Regions from separate parts of the Mus musculus genome. Here regions 2 and 3 are each linked to region 1. Evidence: chromatin contacts called from public Hi-C data. All regions are on one chromosome and are shown on one strand. The core of a region is the stretch at or near the end of the contact, and the rest is flanking DNA. Distances in the headings are between cores, read along the strand shown.

Region 1 (2,659 bases), core at 119-2,618:
AATAGGTACATGTGGCTAGTGACTACTGTGTTGGATATTAAAGAGCTGTTTACCTGTGGAAGCAGGGTCAGACAAAAAGAACAGAGCTGGTTGTAACAGGAAGATGTTACAACTGCCCTCTTTCAGAGTCATTTTGGAGAAGATCAGAAAGTGTGAGAATAAAGGTGGGGAGCCATAAAGATTTTGAAATCTGAGAAGTAAGCATGCTCTGAAATTATAAAGGTATTTACAAATGAAAATTAATGCCGACATAGCAGTGATGGGGCTATATTATACACAACAGAAAATGGGATCTATTTTGAAAGATTACATTTAAAAAATGGAGAATATAGCTACTAAGGAAGTATTTGAGTACTTAGATATCACCAATAATATTTTAAAGAAAAATAATTTAAAACACCTCATATATGTGTGTATCTGTGTATAGAGGTGCGGGCATGCGTGTGTGCGTAGCAAGTGCTCTTAATCTCTGATCCACCTCTAGGTTCAAGGATTTTCTTCCTTGCCTTTTTTCTTTAAGATATATTAAAGCATGCACATATATTTATATGAAAACAAATTACATGGGCGAATACTGATGGGATGTCTATACTGCTCTCAGCTTAGGAATTGGTACCCATCCTTGTTTATACAATCGAGAACTCTGCTTCCCATCATCTCAATCAGAGCCTCACCCAGACTCAGGTGTTTGACCTGGTGTTTCATAGCTTACAGTGCCTGCTTCTTCCTCCCTGAAGTCAACCCTATCCACAGAACCAAGGTCATATTGCTCCTCACATGAAGGACGTGTTCTTTAGTGTCTGAGGAGTGAATGTATATGATAACCTACAGTCCTTTTTTGAAATTCTAACCATCACTATGAAGGTTTTGGAGATAAAGCCCATAGGAAGTAAATTAATCACAAAAGTGAATTCCTCAAAATTCAATTTGTGTCTTTTAAAGTGTACAGCATAGCTTCATCACATCTCTTCATTTTTCTCTTTGTCTCTCTTTCCTCTCTCCTCTCTCCTTTAGGTACCAAATATCTGAAATAAAAAGATATCTGTCTACACAGTGGGAGAAGGAGGATCCGCAGCCGATACTAGGTCTGTCAGAACTTTGACTTTGAACTTTGAGCGTCTGGATCTATAAGAAATGAATGTTCTGTTTTTACCGACCCTAGATATCAGATCCTATTCTAGCAGAGCAAACTGGTTAAGACAAAGGGCCTCTTGATATAAACATTGCTCAACTGCAGCAGAAAATACATGTTTTTGCATGTATGGGTCCTTGTCTGTCAAATCTCAAAAGATGCTATCTTCCATCTTCATTTTAGGTCTAACAAAGCTGTGGCACCTTCTTTGCTGTCTCTTCATCTTGTACACATTGTTCTGATGATTTCCTCATTTGATTCATCCTTCAGCATGCACCTTGAAGTCACTTCCTCTGCAAATGTCTCCCCACAACAGCCCCCTGAAAAAGATGCAGAGGTCCTTTATTCAACCCCCCGTTATCAGCATGACACTGGATTCTTATTTTCCATTTACTTTTTCCCCCCAAAGTGTAAGGAAAACCCATGTTTATTCTTTATATTCCCACTACCCTCAGTGACTGGTACCCAGGAAGCATTGGCTTCCTTCAAGTCTGTTGACTTAGTGCTCACACTCTCATTTCTCATTATGAGCCTGGTGATGTCTGAGGTAGCTTAAGTGGTCATGGCTCTGCGTCTACACGTAAATACCTGTCAAAAATAGCCAATGGTGATGTCTTTAATCTGGGGAAAATTCCTCATTTAACTATTAAGTAAAATATATATTAATTTTTAAAAATTTAGCATATTATTAGAGAAGATTCTTTTGCTATCACTAACTCAATAATCTCAAAATAATAGACAGGTCTGAGGAATATTAATGCAAACAAATATTGTTGCTATATAGTATTTTGAATATTTTCTCTACTTTTCAGCTTTTTAAAATATTGTAGACTATATTCTTGTTCTATGTATGTATTTATTCAATATTATGCATATGACTTTCTTTTCTTTTTCTTATTAAGCCCTTCCAACCTTGTGTTGGCCTTGAGTACTAAAGAAAGAATGTCGAGATATTAACTTGGTTTAAATGCAAAAATCTATTCTAAATGAGAAATTCAATATTCTATAGACCCATCTTTAAAGCTGTTATACATTTGGTCACTGCAGTTTACCTCCCTGTATTTCCATCTCGTTAAGCCAAAGTGAATAGACACAATGATGCTGTTTGAAGGCCTTTTTAGCTCTAAATTCCAGAACTTCCTTACATTTATTTTATTTCATTATACAAAATAAAAATATGTATAATTTAGTAGCCTTTTATATGTATGCATTCTCAGGGTTTCACGGGAATCCTGTCATGGCAACATTAGGAAAACAGCCAACCTTCTTCATATCATCTTATGAGGTCCTAAGGAAGGAAAACGACAAGGCAGTGCATTTGGTGATGACTGGAGAGGGTATTGACAATTCTATTAGAATTTGTATTCAGCAAGATTTAACTCAACTCTCTCTTCATTTCATTCCTTTATTTATTTTTTTATTTCCTTATATAATGCAGGAAAAAATAATACAATGATTAATAAAACCCAATATTTGCCCCATCCCTGATGCAAAGCAATGGTTAAGATAAATGAGCAAGCCCAGAAT
Region 2 (2,659 bases), core at 57-2,556, 410 kb before region 1:
GATTTTTTTTTTTTTTTTTTTTGGTCAGAAGTCTTTAAAGGACTTTACTGCACTGTGTTAAGAGCTAATGAGTCCAAAGACATGGACTCATTAAATAGGAAATAATTCACTTGAAACCGGTGATTTTTCCAGCTGCAGCTTTTATGCAGAGACTGATCAGACTTACAAAACCTATTGTGGATATCCTCCTGAATTGCTCTTAGGAGAAGCTGAAATCCGTAAAATTTCCCCTCTAGGACAAAAGAGAATAAACTAAAAACTAAATATGATAGATCAGTGAAAACAGAACTCAAAACAAGTCAACGTTACATGCAAGAATAATTAGATTTCTGTAGGGCAGGGAAGGATCAAAGTGTAAAGGGAGTCCCAAGGCTACTCTCCCATTGTTTCTAAAACAATTTTAAAAGCAGAAAAGGAACGGCGAGAGTTTGGATGTGTAACTCTGGTCTATGCTCCCACTCAGGCCTAGCTTTGCTACTGGCTTGGATGGCCACCAAGTCAGCTTCCTCACCCCTCACCCTAACACAGACCATCTGCTCCCTCCTGAAGGTATGTGATCGCAGGCATCATATTGAATCTCCTCCCAACCCACAGAGCAGGGAGTGCTAATGACAGAAGAGGGGCTAAATCATTTGAATTCCTCAGGAGAAGGGTATTGCATCAGCTCAGGCCCGAGGAGAAAGGAAATTCTTGAAAATTCACAACTCCGTTGTGATTAGGATCTCTGAGGCGACCACACCTGCTAACAACAGACTTAGCTCCTGTTTTTTCAGTTTGAAGGGTAGAGGTCAGGAGAGCAATATTTTACTGGTGAGAAATTGCTGAAATCTGTTTGCTCAAACAAAGCAATTATTGATAACCCATAATTGCGGCCCAAATCATAAACTTGTTAGTAATCCCTCATCTGAAGGATAATAGGTTACTTCTATATCAGAGAAGACTTAAAAATTGATACTCTAATGGAAATAGATCAGGCAAGAACAACCCTTAAGCTAGGAAATGTCACTTTCACAAATTGGCTTGGTGTTTCTCAAGCACACTGTTTAAGTTTTCTGCTTTAGGAGTCTTAATACTTGACTCACAGTGAATAACTCACTTTAGGACAATGGCCCCAGACAATGAAACTGATGACTTTAACTTGTGGTGTCACAGAAATGAGATCCTTTCCTTGAGAGAACTCAACGTGCAGAGATGTGTCGAGGAGCTGACAGAGGAACTCTTTTGGAGAGCCTTCCAGAAGCAAGTGTCTCTGCTACAGCCATCTAGCAGGCTTTGTCTGCCTTGAAGTAGCTGTTCTGTTTCTTTTTTGTTTGCTTGGTTTTTTTTTTTTTTCCTTTTCAAACCTCTTCCTTTTTCTGCTCAGAAGTAGGCAAGAACAGCTTCTGTGAAAATAGCCTGAGTCTTGAGTTCTTGAAACAGTAAAGCCCTGGTTTTGAAATATGACTGTAGCTGGTTTCCACAGCACAGATACCTACATAAATGGCTCACACAGGTGGCCGAGCCATTCATTCCGTAGTAAGGCATTGCTTCTTGTAGGTGGGAGCAGCAAGAGAGTAGCAAGTTGACTCTTCATGCCCATGTGACATGTGTAGAGGCTGCCATGCCTTTTCAGAACATCCTTTAATACAGGACAGATAGACAGGAGTGTAATGGAAGGGTCAAAATGTAGATTTGAGAGGAGAGGTGACATGTTTTCAGCTGGTAGCTTTTTGTTCTTTTACTTGTAAATTAAAGACAATCACGCCTAAGTTGTAGCATTGTGATAACAATAATAACAATATCTTGAATATGAGTAAATTAGTTTTGTGGCTGTGCACTTCTGGGCATCCTATAATTGTAACTAACTGATAGCTACATTGTTAAAACCAGACATTCAAGTGTGATTTCTACTTTTTTTTTTTATATTTAGATCTTAAACATATGGATTTATTACTGAAGCACAGATTTTAGAAAATTCAACATTGGATTTGAAATCCCTGGGAATTCTAGCAAGAGATACCAGAGAACCAGAGAGGCATTTTGGTTTTCCAAGACCAAACACACCAATCACATTCTATTTGGAAGTTCCTGAAGTACTGTGGTTTCTGCTGTCATGTAATCTAAACAGCATCTTTACATACTGTAAACACTGGCTAAAAACATCTTCTGGGTTATCAATTTTAAACCAGTCTAACTAGAGAGTGCTGACTGTGCCAAATAGTGCTGAAACAGACGGAATCCGCGTCCTATTTTTGTGTTCCATGCCACCAGGAACACCTTCGCTACAATCTATTCTTCCAAGGTGATAATTCATTAAATGAGCAGCACACGTTACCCCTCCAGGCACCACATACTTCAAGATGCTCCCACGTTGCCTGTATTCTTCTTACTTCTCAGGATGGTTTGGGGGGCCACAGAAAGCCCAACAACTGTTTCAGAGCATGCTGCCTGCAGTGCCAAAGAATTATGCACAAATAAAAGCCTGTGAGGGATGTGTAAGATGCTCAAGTAAGCATCTTAAAGAATGGGTAGGAAAGGACTCGGATGCTTTAAAGTACCTGGCAGAATCCCAATTAGAAATGGATAGGTAGAAAGTAGATCTGAACGGAGATGTAAAACAAAATACATAAATAGCAGGCTGAAGGCTCACGACCTAGTAGGGCAGAGCTGCCCATTGATT
Region 3 (2,659 bases), core at 77-2,576, 360 kb before region 1:
GATTAGCCATCAGAGCCATCCCTCTAGAAAGAACGGTGAGACATCTTTAGATGATGTCATGCCTCAGCCCACTAGCCCAGTGATCTGTATTTTATGAGCTTGGTTGGCTCCCTCTTCAGATTGGAGTCCGCAAAATGAAGCAAGCAAGCAAGGAAGGAAGGAAGGAAGAGACAGACTTAATAAACGTAAATTTACCCAGTGACGTCATTCACAGGCATGACTGCTTGGTGCCCATGTTCCTCTGCAATGCCCTCTTGTGAAAAGATTTTTTGCTCATGTAGTTATGGTGCCTCGGGTTTCTTCTTTCCTTCCTTCCTTCCTTCCTTCCTTTCTTTCTTTCTTTCTTTCTTTCTTTCTTTCTTTCTTTCTTTCTTTCTTTCTTTCTTTCTTAATCATTCTAGAAAGATCTCTGGGCTGAGGTTTGATGTCTTTGTTGTGCTGACAAGGCTCATCTTCACAGAGTGGAACCAGTCATTCCTGTTGAGGGTGGTGATGTTTCCAGCACTCTGACCTGGATCAGATGCTGATCTTAGAAGCAGGTGTCAGATCCAATGAACGGTGATTCACACTGGGGGAGGGGTCTTTTCCTAATACAAAATGGGGGTGATGAAGAATAATTGCTGTGTAGGCCGCAGAATCTACCAGAAGTCATTTTCGTCTTTATTTTTTTTTTCCCCAAAAGGAAAAATGACCTCTTGCAAATGAGGAATAAAGTATCCGAAAATACTTTTAAACAATAGTTCATTTTCTTATTTTCTGTTTGTTAAAGAAATTAATCTATTTTTATGATTGAATATGGAGCCAATACAACATAAACAAACAAGCTAATCAACCAAACAGCCAGCAAGCAACAACAGCTCCCTCTCCCCGAGTGTTGTAACTGGTGAATGCAGTTTTTCTTAGGCTCCTTGATAAATCAAAAGATGCTCCGGGGTCTTGACTGTTGTTTGTACCTTTCCTGGTCATCTGAGGAGCATGAGCTGGAAAAAGCTGCCAAAGGTTGTTTCAATATGTGGTGTTTTAGATCAAATCGTGAAGTTGAATTATGGAGCATTTCTAGAGCATACTGTTGTCTAGATCCCAGGCCCACAGGGTCTTCTTTAGGAGGGGTTTGAGGTTTTGAGCAAGCCAGCAGGTCGTGCATGGAACCAGGATCGGCTCTTTTGCCCGACTGGCTCTTTCTGGCTTTAGGAGGCTCTGTAATTCAGTACGCATGCCCGGCCATAGTCATACCTGACTGAGTTGCAGGTGCAGCTGCAGACAGCTGCGCCATGTGCTCCAGGTGTGCGTCCCCCGCTGTACATGTCACGGCTGTGAAAAGCAGCAAGCTGCTCTCGCCACTGAAGAGAAGCTTAAGACTGACACGGAAACATGCTTTTCTTCTTGTGTCTGCGTTCTATTCTCCCATTCACTCACGGTGACTGGTTGATATTTTTGGCAGGGTCTTGCTTCATAGTTAATATGCATTGGAGTGCCAGTTAAGCAAAATTTCCCAAGAACTTTTGCATTGTTTGTGGTTTAGGGTCATTCATAATGGCTTAAGGAGTTCATCGGGAAGTTTGATCTTGCACAGCCTCCTCCCCCATTTTTCCTGTGGAATGCTATTTTTTCTTAATTAATTAAATATGCGCCTCTAAGAAGGTACAGGCTGTACCATGAACACTTCTGCCAGCCGATCCAATCTCTATGTGGCTACATTTTAAAGACATCTAGAAGCTGTGAGCAGTGAAGCAGAGCCCGTCAACACTGGTTCTGAAAAGGGGGACTTGTCAGTATAGGGAAGCATCCACTGCAAATATGAAAACTTTAAACTGTATGTGACACTTAAACCTAGGAAATTTAGAACACCGGTACTACAGACTGAGAATCTTCTGCTGCAAGCTGTGAGGTGCTGGGTGTGGCTGCAGCTCCAGCAGAGTGTGCTCAGAGAAAGGGAGACACTGGACTGCAGGGCTCCTTCTCAGCTTCTCCACAAGTCATCCAAACACTGTGGGTAGTTCATACTCTGCTGTATGAACAATGTGAATCAGATTGTCCCCCTGTCCGCACATCTGAAACACCTGACTTAGGTTTGGAGAGTCAAAAGAGCAGAAAGAGTGAGCAAGACTCGTTGGGAGGTGAGATCAGCAAAGCTCAAATGTTCTCTGAGCCATCATCCTACAGCCTGAGAGGATGTCAGAAACTAAGATTTTTCTCCCTGCATATTCATGAACTTTATTATTAGTATTATAATAATAAATGGCCATGTGAAAAGAAAGAATATTATGAAAGGAGATGCTAATAATGTGTGGTTAATAATAGATGTTTATTATAATCGTTTCTAATGCATCTGCTTATCAAGTCATGGCATTGAATACCTTGAACATACATATTTTTTTATTTGTCAATTGTACTTCTGTAATGTTAGAAGAGGGGATAGAAAACACACCACTAAAAGACGTAACCATATAGAAAAGTCACTGTGGGTGTGGGCTTTAAGACTCTCATCCTTGATACCTGGAAGTCAGTATTCTGTTAACAGCCTTCAGAATAATATGTAGAACTCTCAGTTCTTCCTGCACCATGCCTACCTGGATGCTGCCATGTTCCTTCCTTGATGATGATGGACTGAACTTCTGAATCTGTAAGCCAGCCACAGTGTTGTCTTTATAAGGTTTGC

What was found. Hi-C and Micro-C count contacts between places; a contact is called where the count stands out from the background.
Region 2: a Hi-C map of double positive thymocytes shows a contact between it and region 1, with 5 times the contacts expected there. The contact joins two enhancer-like sites. A contact is called at or near these places in 1 of 15 datasets of contacts at CTCF or cohesin (thymocytes), 2 of 484 Hi-C or Micro-C datasets (CD4 T cells and double positive thymocytes) and 2 of 115 datasets of contacts at active chromatin or transcription factors (double positive thymocytes and thymocytes).
Region 3: a Hi-C map of double positive thymocytes shows a contact between it and region 1, with 3 times the contacts expected there. The contact joins two enhancer-like sites. A contact is called at or near these places in 3 of 484 Hi-C or Micro-C datasets (cortical neurons and double positive thymocytes) and 1 of 115 datasets of contacts at active chromatin or transcription factors (thymocytes).

The regions. Positions count from the first base shown.
Region 1 is chr17:52,310,848-52,313,506 of GRCm38.p6, forward strand. Gm41600 (predicted gene, 41600) reads left to right here. Exons shown (of 3, transcript NR_169078.1): 2 at 1,015-1,085. Among named protein-coding and RNA genes, the nearest start is that of Gm41600, 7.7 kb to the left of the region's middle. Within about 2 kb of position 1,369, at least 10 of the 459 cell types and tissues checked have an H3K27ac peak or open chromatin away from gene starts, as enhancers often do. A contact at or near this core is called in double positive thymocytes, where this site is marked.
Region 2 is chr17:51,898,340-51,900,998 of GRCm38.p6, forward strand. The region is part of intron 1 of Gm20098 (predicted gene, 20098); the gene reads left to right. Among named protein-coding and RNA genes, the nearest start is that of Gm20098, 17 kb to the left of the region's middle. Within about 2 kb of position 1,307, at least 26 of the 459 cell types and tissues checked have an H3K27ac peak or open chromatin away from gene starts, as enhancers often do. A contact at or near this core is called in double positive thymocytes, where this site is marked.
Region 3 is chr17:51,955,200-51,957,858 of GRCm38.p6, forward strand. All of the region lies in intron 2 of Gm20098 (predicted gene, 20098), which reads left to right. Among named protein-coding and RNA genes, the nearest start is that of Gm20098, 74 kb to the left of the region's middle. Within about 2 kb of position 1,327, at least 5 of the 459 cell types and tissues checked have an H3K27ac peak or open chromatin away from gene starts, as enhancers often do. A contact at or near this core is called in double positive thymocytes, where this site is marked.